Linked DNA regions of Sus scrofa: all the other regions are linked to region 4. A link is a contact called in public Hi-C, HiChIP or PLAC-seq and promoter capture Hi-C data. All regions are on one chromosome and are shown on one strand. Each heading gives the region's core, a stretch centred on a gene start, on an enhancer-like site or on the middle of the called end of the contact. The rest is flanking DNA. Distances are from core to core; before and after follow the strand shown. Region 1 overlaps MYOM3 (myomesin-3). Region 2 holds the start of HMGCL (hydroxymethylglutaryl-CoA lyase, mitochondrial). Region 3 has its middle 53 kb from the start of SRSF10. Region 4 holds the start of PNRC2 (proline rich nuclear receptor coactivator 2).

Evidence for each region. Promoter capture Hi-C pulls out the DNA fragments that hold promoters and counts their contacts. Hi-C and Micro-C count contacts between places; a contact is called where the count stands out from the background. HiChIP or PLAC-seq counts read pairs in DNA pulled down with a chosen protein or histone mark.
Region 1: a promoter capture Hi-C map of liver shows a contact between it and region 4, with 8 times the contacts expected there. The contact joins the enhancer-like site here to the promoter of PNRC2 in region 4. A contact is called at or near these places in 3 of 5 promoter capture datasets (liver and skeletal muscle), 16 of 47 Hi-C or Micro-C datasets (alveolar macrophages, brain, embryonic fibroblasts and 8 more) and 2 of 2 datasets of contacts at active chromatin or transcription factors (alveolar macrophages and skeletal muscle).
Region 2: a contact with region 4 is called in an H3K27ac HiChIP or PLAC-seq map of alveolar macrophages. The contact joins the promoter of HMGCL here to the promoter of PNRC2 in region 4. A contact is called at or near these places in 1 of 47 Hi-C or Micro-C datasets (embryonic fibroblasts) and 1 of 2 datasets of contacts at active chromatin or transcription factors (alveolar macrophages).
Region 3: a contact with region 4 is called in a Hi-C map of retroperitoneal adipose tissue, with 1.9 times the contacts expected there. The contact joins the enhancer-like site here to the promoter of PNRC2 in region 4. A contact is called at or near these places in 14 of 47 Hi-C or Micro-C datasets (alveolar macrophages, blood, brain and 9 more) and 2 of 2 datasets of contacts at active chromatin or transcription factors (alveolar macrophages and skeletal muscle).

The regions. Positions count from the first base shown.
Region 1 is chr6:81,812,756-81,815,793 of Sscrofa11.1, reverse strand. MYOM3 (myomesin-3) reads left to right here. Exons shown (of 38, transcript XM_021095533.1): 28 at 46-105; 29 at 502-569; 30 at 1,558-1,668. Among named protein-coding and RNA genes, the nearest start is that of MYOM3, 45 kb to the left of the region's middle. Within about 2 kb of position 1,718, at least 35 of the 83 cell types and tissues checked have an H3K27ac peak or open chromatin away from gene starts, as enhancers often do. A contact at or near this core is called in alveolar macrophages, fetal skeletal muscle, liver and 3 more, where this site is marked.
Region 2 is chr6:81,628,566-81,631,861 of Sscrofa11.1, reverse strand. It overlaps HMGCL (hydroxymethylglutaryl-CoA lyase, mitochondrial), which reads left to right and starts at 1,408. Exons shown (of 9, transcript XM_005656051.3): 1 at 1,408-1,536. The coding sequence starts at 1,453.
Region 3 is chr6:81,792,522-81,795,721 of Sscrofa11.1, reverse strand. No RefSeq gene overlaps it. Among named protein-coding and RNA genes, the nearest start is that of SRSF10, 53 kb to the right of the region's middle. Within about 2 kb of position 1,566, at least 4 of the 83 cell types and tissues checked have an H3K27ac peak or open chromatin away from gene starts, as enhancers often do. A contact at or near this core is called in omental adipose tissue and retroperitoneal adipose tissue, where this site is marked.
Region 4 is chr6:81,721,592-81,724,647 of Sscrofa11.1, reverse strand. PNRC2 (proline rich nuclear receptor coactivator 2) reads right to left here and starts at 1,722. Exons shown (of 3, transcript NM_001244508.1): 1 at 1,570-1,722; 2 at 460-665; 3 at 1-171. The coding sequence starts at 153.

The DNA.
Region 1 (3,038 bases), core at 469-2,968, 91 kb before region 4:
ACCCGCGTTCCTCTCAATCACGCCAGTTCCCCTCTCTCTTCACAGAGTTTGACAAACTTCTGAGGAAGGCGGATGCCAAGAGAAGAGACTGGAAGAGAAAACAGGGTAAGAACTGCCTCGGCCACCAGGCCAGCAGTCATTGCTGGGGAACCACTGGGCTAGTGGGTTAATAAACCCCTCCACCCTACTGCCCGCCCCTGCCCCCGCCCCCGCGAGGGAAGGTCACTACCATTGGATCCAGTGTTGTCCTCCTCGTGCCAGAACAAAAGAGCACTTGCTTAACCCCGAGAATGAGCGCCGCCTTAAATTTTGCACCCTAAGGGCCTCCCTTACTTCATTCACCCCAGTCCCCGCCCTGATGGGGACGGAAATCCCAAAATCCGAGCGGCCAGTGGTCACTAGATGCCCCTCTTCAGCTGCCTTCCCCTGTCTCGCCACCAGGTGGCGCCCAGGCTAAGCCTGGCGCTCTGACCGATGGTCGTGTGTGTTTGTCCCTCCCAGGTCCGTATTTCGAGGAGCCTCTGCAGTGGAAGGTCACGGAGGACTGCCAAGTGCTGCTGACCTGCAAGGCAAATCCCCGCCCCCGCCTCCAGCCCTGCCCCCAAACCAATGGGGCCAGACCTGTGGCTGTTCCCAAGCCCCTTGCCCATCTTGCCCCACTCCTGGAAACACCATGCCCTGCGCTAGTCTGTTCCCCAGCAGAGGAAGTAGCCCTAAGAATTTTGTATTTAACCAGGAAACAAAATCCCAAGGAGCCGAGTTAGAGTGAGTTAGTGGGCGGGTGTTAGGTCAGCCTTGAGCTAGATCTGCCAGCTGCTCTGGGAGGGGTTTGGGGGGGTCAGGGGTCTGAGGGTGGATTCTGAGTGTCAGTCTTGCCAGACCCTGTGCTCAGCGCTTCAGGGCATTCTTTTATCTCAACTGCCTCACAGTCATCTGTGAGAGAGGCGTTATGATTCCACTTTACCCATGAGAAAATAAGCAGAGGAATAGCTCAAGACCACACAGTAAGAGAGAGCCTTGAGCTGGGGGAGTCAGAGGGTGTCTGACTCCAAAACATTTGCTCCTTCTCAGCACCCTGCAGCCTTTTAGATACAGGGGGAGGGCACACCCCATGAAGCGTAGCCGTTCAACCAATGCAGAGCACCTACTCTGCGTTAGACATTCTGCAAGCACTGGGCGTACAAAGATGAAACAGTGGTCTCCTTAGGCCTCTAGGATCCCACGGTCCAAAGCAAGATCATGGGAGAACAGCATGCCTCCTGCTGTGATGGAGGGGTGCAAGAAATTGATTACTCATGATAAGGGGCACTCTAGGAAGGCTTCCTGGAGGAGATGAGATAGGCATTTACAGGAAAAATGGAATAGGAGAAGGATTGAGAAGCAGAGGAAACATCATTAGCGAAAGTCCAGTGTCTAGAAGCCATCAGAAGAGACAGAGAGAAGTGGGGTGGGGGGGAAATGTGGGGGGGTCACATTTACAACAAAAGTTCTGACAAACTAAGTCTTCACTTAAAAGCCAAAGCCTGAAGGGGTCTCTTGACTCGGCACCTTCCTTAGGTGACCAACACCAAGAAAGAAACCCGCTTCCAGTGGTTCTTCCAGAAGAGAGAGTTCCCAGCTGGCCAGTATGACCCGCAGACAGGAGCAGGGCTTGTCTGCATTGAAGAGGTAAGGGTAGCTCTGACTTCAGGGCTCCGCCTCCAGGCAGTGCCCGGAGCACAGGGCGGGGAGTCAGGAGAGGGCAAGGCAAGCAGGCACTCAACTCATGCACAGACTTTAGGGGGCGCTAAAATCTCAGTGATCAAGATAAATAATTCATTTCATGCAATCATTTTAAAAATCAAAAGGAATGCCAAACAAAGACTATAGAGAAAACAATGCCAAAAGTTTAAAGACAGGCTCAATAATACTGATTTTTCCTCTCATTTGGATTTCACTCCTGGCCCTGCCACTGACTGTGTAGCCTTGGGCTAGTCACTGTCCCTCTCTGACCTCAATTTTCATCTATAACTCGAGCAAGTCAAAAGGGACGCTCTCTCATATATTCCTTCCTGCCCCTGCAGCCTGAGATGTGGGATAGGAAGGCTGTCTCTATGAAACAGTCTGGGCTAGAGCAGAGCAGGCCTGGAGGTTCCCAGGTTAGGGGTTGAATCAGAGCTGCAGCTGCCGGCCTAAGCCACAGCCACAGCAACACCAGATCCAAGCCAAGTCTGCGACCTACACAGCTCACGGCAACACCGGATCCTTTAACCCACTGAGCAAGGCCAAGGATCAAACACATGTCCTCATGGGTGCTTAAACTGCTGAGCCACGATGGAAACTCCCTGGAGCTCACTTCTCCAACCCACGTCCACCTCATGGCCCTTGGAGGAGTGAGACCTGGTTAAGAGATAAATACAAGCCTTATTCTTAAGCATTCGGTGTTTTTCCGCCCTACCACTGATTTCTGTAGCCTCCCTATGTGCCAAGGACTGCGGTAAATGCAGGATTGCTGACGAGGAAGGAATCGTGGTTTCAGGGTCCCGTCCCAAATCCCAGCCAAGATGATGCCAATTTGGCCTTTGTCATCACCGTGCAAACTCCTGGCACAGGGCTTGGCCTCAAGTGGGTGCTTAATAGCTACGGAGTCTTGTCATAATTATCTGGCGTATTGGTGCACAACTTTCTGGCTTTTGAAGTGTCCTCTCCCTCGATCCCCACAACGACCGCAGATAGTGCCTAAGCCAGGGCCAAGGCTGTGCCCCCAGAGGCCCAGAGGGTTTAAATACCAAGATTCAAGGCTAGAGAATCGGTCCAGAAATCTCTCCAGTCGCCCTCCCCAGGGTTTGGCTGGAACTTTGGAGCCTTCACTGAGGGTGGGGGGAAGGGACATAGGACAGGACTCTTGGGGTTTTCAGCCTTCGATCCCCATATTAAGAGATGCCTCTGCCTTGGATCCTGCTCAAAGCACCCTATGTAGAGATGGTCAGGGTGGGAAGGGTGTTTTGAGGGGACAGGGAGGCAGAATATCACCCCCACCCCAGGCCCCAAAGGAGATG
Region 2 (3,296 bases), core at 159-2,658, 92 kb after region 4:
TGTTATTAACATGTTCTCCAAAGCCCCCTGGTATAGTCCCTGCCAATCTCTCTCATCTTAGTAGGAAGTCCCGTTTTAACTCCCTCCTGCTCTCCAGTCCTTCTAGCCTTCTTTTCATCTTTCTGAAGCAATATTTTCAGAAATTTCTAATTGCAGCCTACAGTAATAAATTTTACAGTGCAACCTAGTTTGTTGTGTAATAACAGAAGTTTTGTAAAGCAGTACTTAGATTTCTATTTATACAATGCACTGCGATATTTTCTATCCTACTTATTTTGTCTTATTTATTTTTATGGCCACACCTGTGGCATATAGAAGTTCCCCAACTAGGGGTCAAATCAGAGCTGCAGCTGCCAGCCTAAGCCACAACCACAGCAAGATCTGAGCTACATTTGCAACCTACGCTGCAGCTTGCAGCAACACCAGATCCTTAAACTACTGAGCAAGACCAAGAGATCAAACCCACGTCATCATGTATATTAGTCGAGTTCTTAACCCAGTGAGCCACAACAGTAACTCCTATGCTATTTCTTTTAAAAAGTACCCACTAAAGAAGTTCTCTGTCGTGGTGCAGCGGAAATGAATCCGATCAGGAACCATGAGGTTGCAGGTTCGATCCCTGGCCTCACTCGGTGGGTTAAGAATCTGGCACTGCTGTAGGTCACAGACGAGGCTCGGATCTGGCGTTGCTGTAGCTCTGGCGTGGGCCGGCGGCAACAGCTTTCCGATTAGACCTCTAGCCTGGGATCCTCCATAGGCTGCGGGTGCAGTCCTAAAAAGACCAAAAAAAAAAAAAAAAAGTACCTACTAAAGTACTATTTATTTAATAAGCCACTAGAGAAAAAACAAGCAACAAAATCCAATGTGGATTCCTGATTTTTTTAAAGCTTTTAATAAAAAAGGATTTTTTAAAAAGTACCCACTAAATTGATTTTATGACCAATGGGGTACAACACTGGTCACAGGCATTCAATTTTGAAAAACGCTGCTCTAAACATTCAATTTCTTTGCCTAGGGGCCTTTGCATAATGCTATGCTCTGTCCGGAAAATTCTTCTTGTATCCTCTTTACCTGGGTAAATCTTACTTATTCTTCGAGGTGTGAAATCAAAGGACGCTTCTCTTTCTTGAGTCAACTGCCTGCATTTGAGTCCCAAAGATCATGATTAATGAATTATTATATGCAAACAACTCAGAACAGTGCATGGCAAATAGTAACGCTTCATCTTATAATTGCGTGATTGTTAACATCTGTCTCCCCATACCCCCTAGACTACAAACCCCTGAAGTCAGAGACTTTGGTTAACTTTTGTTCATCTTTATAGTCTTAGCGCCTCACTTCGCCTGGCACACAAAGAGCGTCAGAAAAGACGAAAAACTTAGACAGGCTGGGGGCGGAGCCAGCGTAGTGCGTCACCACGTCGTCCCAGAGGCCCCGCCTGGGGGCGGGGCCATGCCCAGCTGGCGAAGGGGGACGCGCGGACCTCTGCTGGGCAGCCGCGGGGGAAGCTGGGGCAAGATGGCGACAGTAAGAAAGGTGCCGCTACGGAGACTGGTGGGCTTGGCATCCCTTCGGGCTGTAAGTGCCCCGACCCGCCCGGGGGCGGTCCTGAAGGCACCTTGACGGTGAAGGTCGGGGGCTTGACCCGTAGCGGCTGGTCTGTGAAAGGCGAAGGCCGACAGCTCTTTCACAGAGGGCCTCGGCGTCTTGAACCCTGTCTGTCCCGCCCAAAGCTCTTGAGGGGCATAGGGAAACTGAGGCCCAGAGATGGGGAGCGACTTGTCCAGGTTGTCAGGACCTGAGACGCCATCCCAGACGTCCTAATTCCCTGGCTTAGGTTCTTCCTGGTGTCTCTGGCATCTTTCTCTGTCCGATTGAACTTTAACTTCAGACTAAAGTGACACAGTGAAAATCGTGAATACTCTGTCCGTTGCCAGTGGAAAAAGCAAGGTTATCCCCCTCTGTCCGTCTCCATTTCCAGCTCTTGTTGCGTTTGGGGACGCTTGGCGAGCTGTTCCAGGGTGCAGAGCAGGATTTGGATCATGTGGGGCTAAGTGTGATTACCTTGGAATTGTGTCCTGATGTTTTCCCTCTTCTTTCCCATGCTCAGTGAGTGGACCTAATCGTTTAAAGGGTTGAATACACTGTGTTGGTTAAAGCTCAAAAATTGTGGTGAGCCAGTGGTTATGACGCCACTTTTTTAGGTTGAGTGACAGGTCTCTAAACCCCTTTTCTTGAACTATAGCATGAAAAAATGTTACCTCAGTGTGGGTTTGGAGATTAAAGAAGATGTAGGTAAAGCATTTGACATTGTTCTAGGCCCGTGAGTGATCGATGAATTTTGTTGCCTTAGAGTTTAGAAGGAATTAAAACTGTATAGTGTTGGGAGTTCCCGTCATGGCGCAGTGGTTAACGAATCCGACTAGGAACCATGAGGTTGCGGGTTCGGTCCCTGCCCTTGCTCAGTGGGTTAACGATCCGGCGTTGCCGTGAGCTGTGGTGTAGGTTGCAGACGCGGCTCGGATCCCGCGTTGCTGTGGCTCTGGCGTAGGCCGGTGGCTACAGCTCCGATTCGACGATTCGACTCCTAGCCTGGGAACCTCCATATGCCGCAGCAGCGGCCCAAAGAAATAGCAAAAAGACCAAAAAAAAAAAAAAAAAAAATTAAAAAAAAACAAAAAAACTGTATAGTGGTAAAAATTTCACTGTCTTGGCAATGGGCCCCTCTCAGAAAACCACTTCAGTGTCTCCTAGGCCACCCTCCCCCATCAACTACTCATGTGCCAGAAAAGCTAGTAATTCCAACTTGCCAAGTTAAGAAAATTAAATGAGATGGTGGATGTAAATGTGCTTTGAAAAAATTCCTGGTGTAGTGAGATGGTGGTAGGTAGTAGGTTCAAGGTTACTAGCATAGACTTGGTGTCAGAAGCAGACAGTTAAGTCCAAACTTCCTCACTTCCTACTGGGTGAACTGGGGTATTTCTGAGGCTGTTTCTTCCTCTTTGTAGTTGGGATAGTGATAGTCCTTGTCATGTAGGGACTAAATGAGGTGCTGATGTCTGGAAGTTAGCACTGGGCTTTAGTCATTATCGGCTGTTTGATATAGACACCATAGCTCAGAAGTTGTGGCCTGGGATTTGTGTGGTTAGAGGGCATTATTACTATGGAGAACTTTATAGAAGGAATGAAATAGGTGCTTAACCAGGACAAAAGAAGACTGGGGAACCGAGGGTGGCAGAGGTAATGTGGCCTAGGGATTGAGAGCAAGCACTCTAGATCCACACTGCTGGGTTCAG
Region 3 (3,200 bases), core at 317-2,816, 71 kb before region 4:
TCCGGCATTGCTGTGAGCTGTGGTGTAGGTGGCAAACTCCACTCAGATCTGATGTTGTAGTGGCTGTGGTGTAAGCCAGCAGCTGTAGCTCCAATTGGACCCCTAGCCTGGGAATCTCCATATGCCACTGGTACAGACCTGAAAAGCAAATAATAATAATAATAACAATAATAATAATTTTAGGCAGAAAAGAGAAACAAGATTTTTGAATGTTTTAAAAGCTACTGCAGATAAGGTGCCCTGTCTCTGCCAAACTAGCTTCTCCTTATCTCTGTGTTCCTAGTTCCAGGATCCTGTTTATTTTGCTTTTGTATTTTACTCATTGATGTTACCTAGCTCTCTCATTTCATGATTCTTTGAGACTTAAGCCTATTCAATGGTTTGTTAAATTTCAAATATTGAATTTTACAGTTTTAGAAGTTCCATTTGGTTCTTTTTTATAGTTTTGGTTTCTCTATCAATATTTTCCTATCATTTCCTTCAATATGAACATACTTTCCTTTATAGCTGAGTATCACCATAATGGCTGCTTTAAAATCATTATCTGGTCATCACAGGGTCAGCCTTTATTGATTATCTTTTCTCTTGAAAATGGATCACATTTTTCTTTTCTTGTACATCAAATAACTTTGAATTTCATTGTGAACATTATGTTATGAAGACCCTGGATTATGTTATATTCCCCTACAGAGTGCTGATTTTTGTGGTTGTTGTTTTGTCAGGTAGTTAACTTGGTTGGGCTCAAAATTCAAACAGTGTCTTAGGGCGAGAAGCTCAAAGATCAGTTCATTTCCTTATCTTTACCTGATCTGTGTGTCTTCTGTCTCATATATACAAACAAATGTGTGAACTAGAGGTCTGCCAGAGATTTGTATAGAGTTTATAAAGATCTCTTCTCTCTGGCTCTCACCTTTCCAGAATTTCCCCCTCACTTTCCTGTGGCTGTGATGGCTCTCAACTCTGTCCTTTGGATTTTCAGACTAGAAATACTGCAGGTTTTCTACTGAAATGTTAGACACCCGCAAATGTGCCAACTGTAATATGTTGAAAGCTGTAAAAAGAATGAGAAACTCACCCTATTCCATTCCCTTCTTTTGGGTCTTGACTCCCCTCCAGAATCTGTCTGCTTTATTTATTCTCCAGTGCTTTGGGTAAGTTTTTTCTTTTATTTTATTATTTTATTTTATTTTATATCTTATGTTATTTTTATGCTATTTATTTTTTATTTTATTTCTTTTACTATTTTATTTTATTTTATTTTATTTTATTTTATTTTATTTTATTTTATTTTATTTTATTTTATTTTATTTTATTTTATTTTTCATCCAGAGGTTCATAGCTGCAGTGTGCAGGAGGGCCAATCTAGTTGGAGTTTTACTTGGGCATATCATAAGTAGATTTTCACCGTGACTCAGTCTCCTGGTTTCAGTATTCAGTAGCCCCTTCCTGGTGAGGAGTCACCACAGCCAAGAGGATGTGCCTTTCAGAGCATCCCTTCCTCCTGGGAAATGCCTCAGCAATTTATGGCATCTGCCTTCTGATCAGATTCCGGATAGGGATGGGCACCCTTTGCCTTGGTACTCCAGAGACTGCCCAGTAGGTCTGACCCTTAAGTGGCACCCACAGCTGGACAGGAAGCAGAACTTAAGGTACATTTTTCCCAATCATCTTAGTGGTTTCAGATCCCTGAGCTTTGAGGATGAATTTATTTTCAAAAGCTGTTAAAAGCCACTTGAAGAAAACAGCATTGGCTTTGGACCAAGGCCAGAGGGTCTCCTTCTTCAGTGGGCACTCTGACCATCTGCCAGCTGCCCCCCTCTCCACCACTCAGAGAGTCTTTGGAGCCAAGGGAACGTGGTCACCCAGAGTCTGTGACATCTCACCTTTCCAAACTAGGCTCGCAGGACCCAGAACCCAAAATTCTCTGGCCGAATGGTCTCAACTCACTACCAGGAACTGCATGGACCTCTTGCCTGGATGTGGAAGGCCAAATACCGGCCCTCCAAAAATGTTCATTTAAAATAAAATTTAATAGTTGAACAAGAAAGACATAAGCCAAATGTAGAGAAACATTTAAATTAGAACAGGGGAGCAATACTCAGAGTGAGTAGGGAGCCAGAAAGGATTTGAAATATGGTGGAGATGGCACACGTCCCTTTTGAAAAGAACAGAGCAGTAAAGCGTGTGGACATGGACGCTGGGCAGAGTCCGCTCCACCATGTAACCTCTCTGTGGTCCAATATCCTCGTCCATAAAGTGGAGCTGCTATTGTCCTTTCCTCTTTGGGTAGCCATGAAGACTGCATTAATTATTATGTATAAAGCACTTTATAATGTGCCCAGCATGTGGTAATTGCTCAAAAAAGATGAGCAATTTTTATTAGCTACTCCCAACAAGAAAATAGAAGCTCAGAAATGCCCGGGGCAGGGAGGGATGGTGTGGGAAAGACATAATCCAAAAATAAAATATGTCATGATTTTAAGCAATTGGTAATGTGTATGAAAGAAGAATTCACTTGAAATTGATTCTGGGGACATTTTCCTTGAGGGCATTGAATTAGAAAAGAAGAAAATGCCATCCTAGCACATTACGTGGTTCTACTTCCTTAATGATAAGTATGTAAACTCTGTTTATTGGAGATCAAAAGATAACTGCAGAAAGTTGAGGGAAGGAAAACATGTTTATGAAGCTCAAATGCATATAACACATCAAAATAAGAACAGGAAGAGGCTGGAGGTTGTATAACCCACAATGAGAATTCAGTAGAAATCAATGCATTGAGAAGTAACCACATAAATCTATCTTTAGAAGTGTAGAGAGACCATTAGAAGAACTAAAAACAGAACCATTTAAAGCAGTAGATGCCAGGTGGCTTTCTGAAGATGGGAAGGCAATTAATAGCATTTAGTTTACTTATTATTTCTCCAATAACAATCTCTGGTCCCTATGGCATCCTCTGGGGCAGGCGACATCAAATCACACTTATCTTGGCCCCATCATTCTCCCAGAACTCAGTGTTTTCAGCTGCCATGTGGTGACAACAAGGCTGCCTACCCACCCAGGTGACTATGAACCTCTCTATTCTCCAAGGATTTGTTGGATCTGGGTTTTGAAGCAATTCAGCTTCCAGCAGGGCCGTTCCCTGTTTAGCTCCAAATCAGAAATTGAAGTGGATACATTCACACGGCAGATTATAAATG
Region 4 (3,056 bases), core at 473-2,972:
TGAATTGTAAGTATGTCCTCTTTCCTTTTTCTTATGAACAATCTTCATCTGGGAATTCTGATCCTTGGTCTTCTGTCTATTAAGCTGTTGTTGGTTCTTACTAACATTTCTAGATTGAGGGGCTGGAATGTTATACCTCTCTCCACCACCCATCTTCAGCTTCTTTGTCACCTGTAAGCAAATGGAAACAAAATGCTAAGTAAAATTCCACTTAAGATAGTTTAAAACTTTAAAAAAACTTCAGTAGTCACAACTTGTAACCCCAGAAACCTTGGTGAAGACTCAAAGATGTGCTATTCAGCTGCTTTTTACTTAATTACAATGCCCACACTTCATATGCACAGCCTTTGTTACTTCTTGAGAAAAATGAACTTACAAATTGGTATGATCCTCTACTTAAACAGTTTAGGATGAGTCCATAAAAATGTCTGCCCCATTTCAACATGAAGTCTTGGATACCTTTCAGTCTGCTTTTCAGATTGCAGGATTTCCACCACCTGTCCTCTTCCTTGCCGCCAAGCCCAGGATAAGAGATGTTGCTTTCTGACAGATCCTTTCCTTTGTCTCAATACAGAAGTTTTCATGGGCCGATCTGCTGAGTTCAGCCTAGGAACTGAGGCCAACATCTGAGTCTCCTCAGCACACAACCTTGAGAGAAGTCCTAGCTAAAAAGCAAAGATTTCTAAATTATTTCACGTGTTAAACAGGAGAAAGCGATCATTTATTATTTGCTACAGAAATAGTTAAATGGCTACTTCCTAATTAAAAGGCAGAAAATAATGTCTCTAAAGATGGCTTTGACCTTAGAACTGTCATCATCTAAGAACTCTTCTAAGCCTTGAGATCCAGGAACTCATAAGGAATTGGGGAAGGGTGTCCGCCAGACCTCTCAATAAGTTGTATCTTTTTTCTAGGAACTTTTCAGATTCTCACACGGATTCTGTGACCAAAACCAGTCAAACCACAGAAGCATTAACTTTCACAGCCATGCCAAGAAATGGGCTTAAACTGTGTTTCCTAAAGAAGCTATGTTTTTAAAGTCTCACCATTACTTTCCAATCTTTGCACACATTACACATCCGTTTCCACAAAGCCTCCTCTCCAAACAGGTTTACGTGATGCAGCGTTTCCTTTAGTTTTGAACTCTTGACTCCTCCCCATTTTAAAAGAAGTTCCACAAGCCATAACTGAAGTCACTGTCCCATCTAATATGTATGAAAATGCCTATCAGGAACATTAAACATTCAAGATTTCGTTTGCTATTCCAAGAAACCAAGTCACCATATAAATAATAAGCCCTCTTTTTTTTGAAAGAGCGAGAGGCCCTTCCAGACTATTTTAACAGCCCTAAAGAAACTACGAATTCCCGGATCGTGAGTCATTCCCAACAAGAGCCTGGAAAGTTCGGCTCTTCCGATGTGGCTGGGTTTCCGAGCCGCTCCGCGTTGCTCGGGCCCGGCCGGGGAACCCGGTCTTCCCCGCCGCCTGCGCCCGCCGGGCACTGGATCTGACTTCCTACCCCCAACAATGGGGAGCGCGGCCGCCAACATGGCCGCGCCCGCCACTCACCGACTTCAAGCTCGGGACTACGACAGCGGCGGATCCTGCTCGGCGTCGAAGCCCCCCTCCCCTTCCAGGGAGAGACGAGGCACGGAACGAGCGAAGCCAACGGGCACCGACGAGCCTGCTGCAGGCCACCTTAACGTCCCGGCCGACCTCCTCCTTCTGCCTCTACCGACAAAATGGAGGCGACAGTGAGCGCAGAAGCTGGGCCGGGAAGCGCGGCGGCCAATCAAAACACGCTTTCGCGCGGCCCGGCCAATGACACGCGGGCCGCCGCCTGTTGCTGGGGCCCGACGGGGCCGAGGGAGGGGAGGTGGCTGTGGCCGAGGGTTTCAAATACTCCTCGAGAAGAGCATGTCGGGAAAGACCGCTGCGGGCCCCGGCTGCCGCCCTTTCTCGGGCCCCCGAGTGACACCAGCCCCTTCCGGGAGAAGCCCACCAGGCCCCGTCCGACACCCCAAGTCGCGGCCAGCACCAGCCCCTCGCGCCGATTCCAGGGTCCGAGAGCCGCGCGCAAGCGGCTCCGGGGAGAAGGGCGTCGGCCGCCCACTGGAACAGCGGCTTCCTCCCGCGCTGTCCGGCCAGTGGGTCCCGTGGCACTCGGAACCAAGTGGGTTCCGGGCCATGGGGAGTCACTGGAGGGGGCGTTGAGTTCCCGAGTTAAGTTCACTGAGCCGAGTAACCGATCTCTTACACATGGAAGATACTGATCAAAGTTGCTTTCCGAGGCTGGCCCCTGGCCACTTAGTCCAGACACTCCTCCCTCTCTGTTTCTCGGTCACGCCAGCGCCCCAGCTTGCGGTTCCTTCCCGCCCCCCTGGCCCCCAGCCTCGAAATTCTAAGAAGCTACCTCTTCTGTGAAGGCGTTTCCGACGCACGTGCGGGTCAAGTTAATCAGTTCCTCCTTTGTGTCTGACTGGTCTTGAACTTCAATCACACTATGTGGTAGCTACTTGTCCGCGAGTTCCCGCGCACACATCCTCCGGGTGGGGTTGGGCAGGGGGCAAAGCAGGGTTTCGTTTCTCTGAACACAGAGTACGTTGTAAGTGCCCCAAGAAGAGTTTGTTGAGAGGAGAGTTCCCTTACTTATAACCCTTTCTGCAGTGTGTAAATAAAGGGAGGAGAAAAGAGTTAAGTTCGTTTGCCAGTGAGGTGCAGCAAAGAGGAAAAGGACAACTTCTTGGGAATAAATGGATAAGCAACCCAAGGCTCGTATTTTAAAAGAGAACAACAGTTTCTATGAACATAGGAGTTTTTTGGTTTGTTGGTTGGTTTTGCCACCTCATGGGGTCAGATCCAAGCCTTTAACCAGATCCATTAACCCACTGTATCCAGCTGGGGATCCAACCTGCATCCTGGCAATGCAGAGACAGCCTGCCCATCCCCTTGGGCCATAGCAGGAACTCCCTGGGCTTTTTCTGTTGGCCTTGCCCTCTAGTATGTGGAAGTTCCCCTGGCCAAGGATCAAACCTGCTCCATAGCAGTGACCCTAG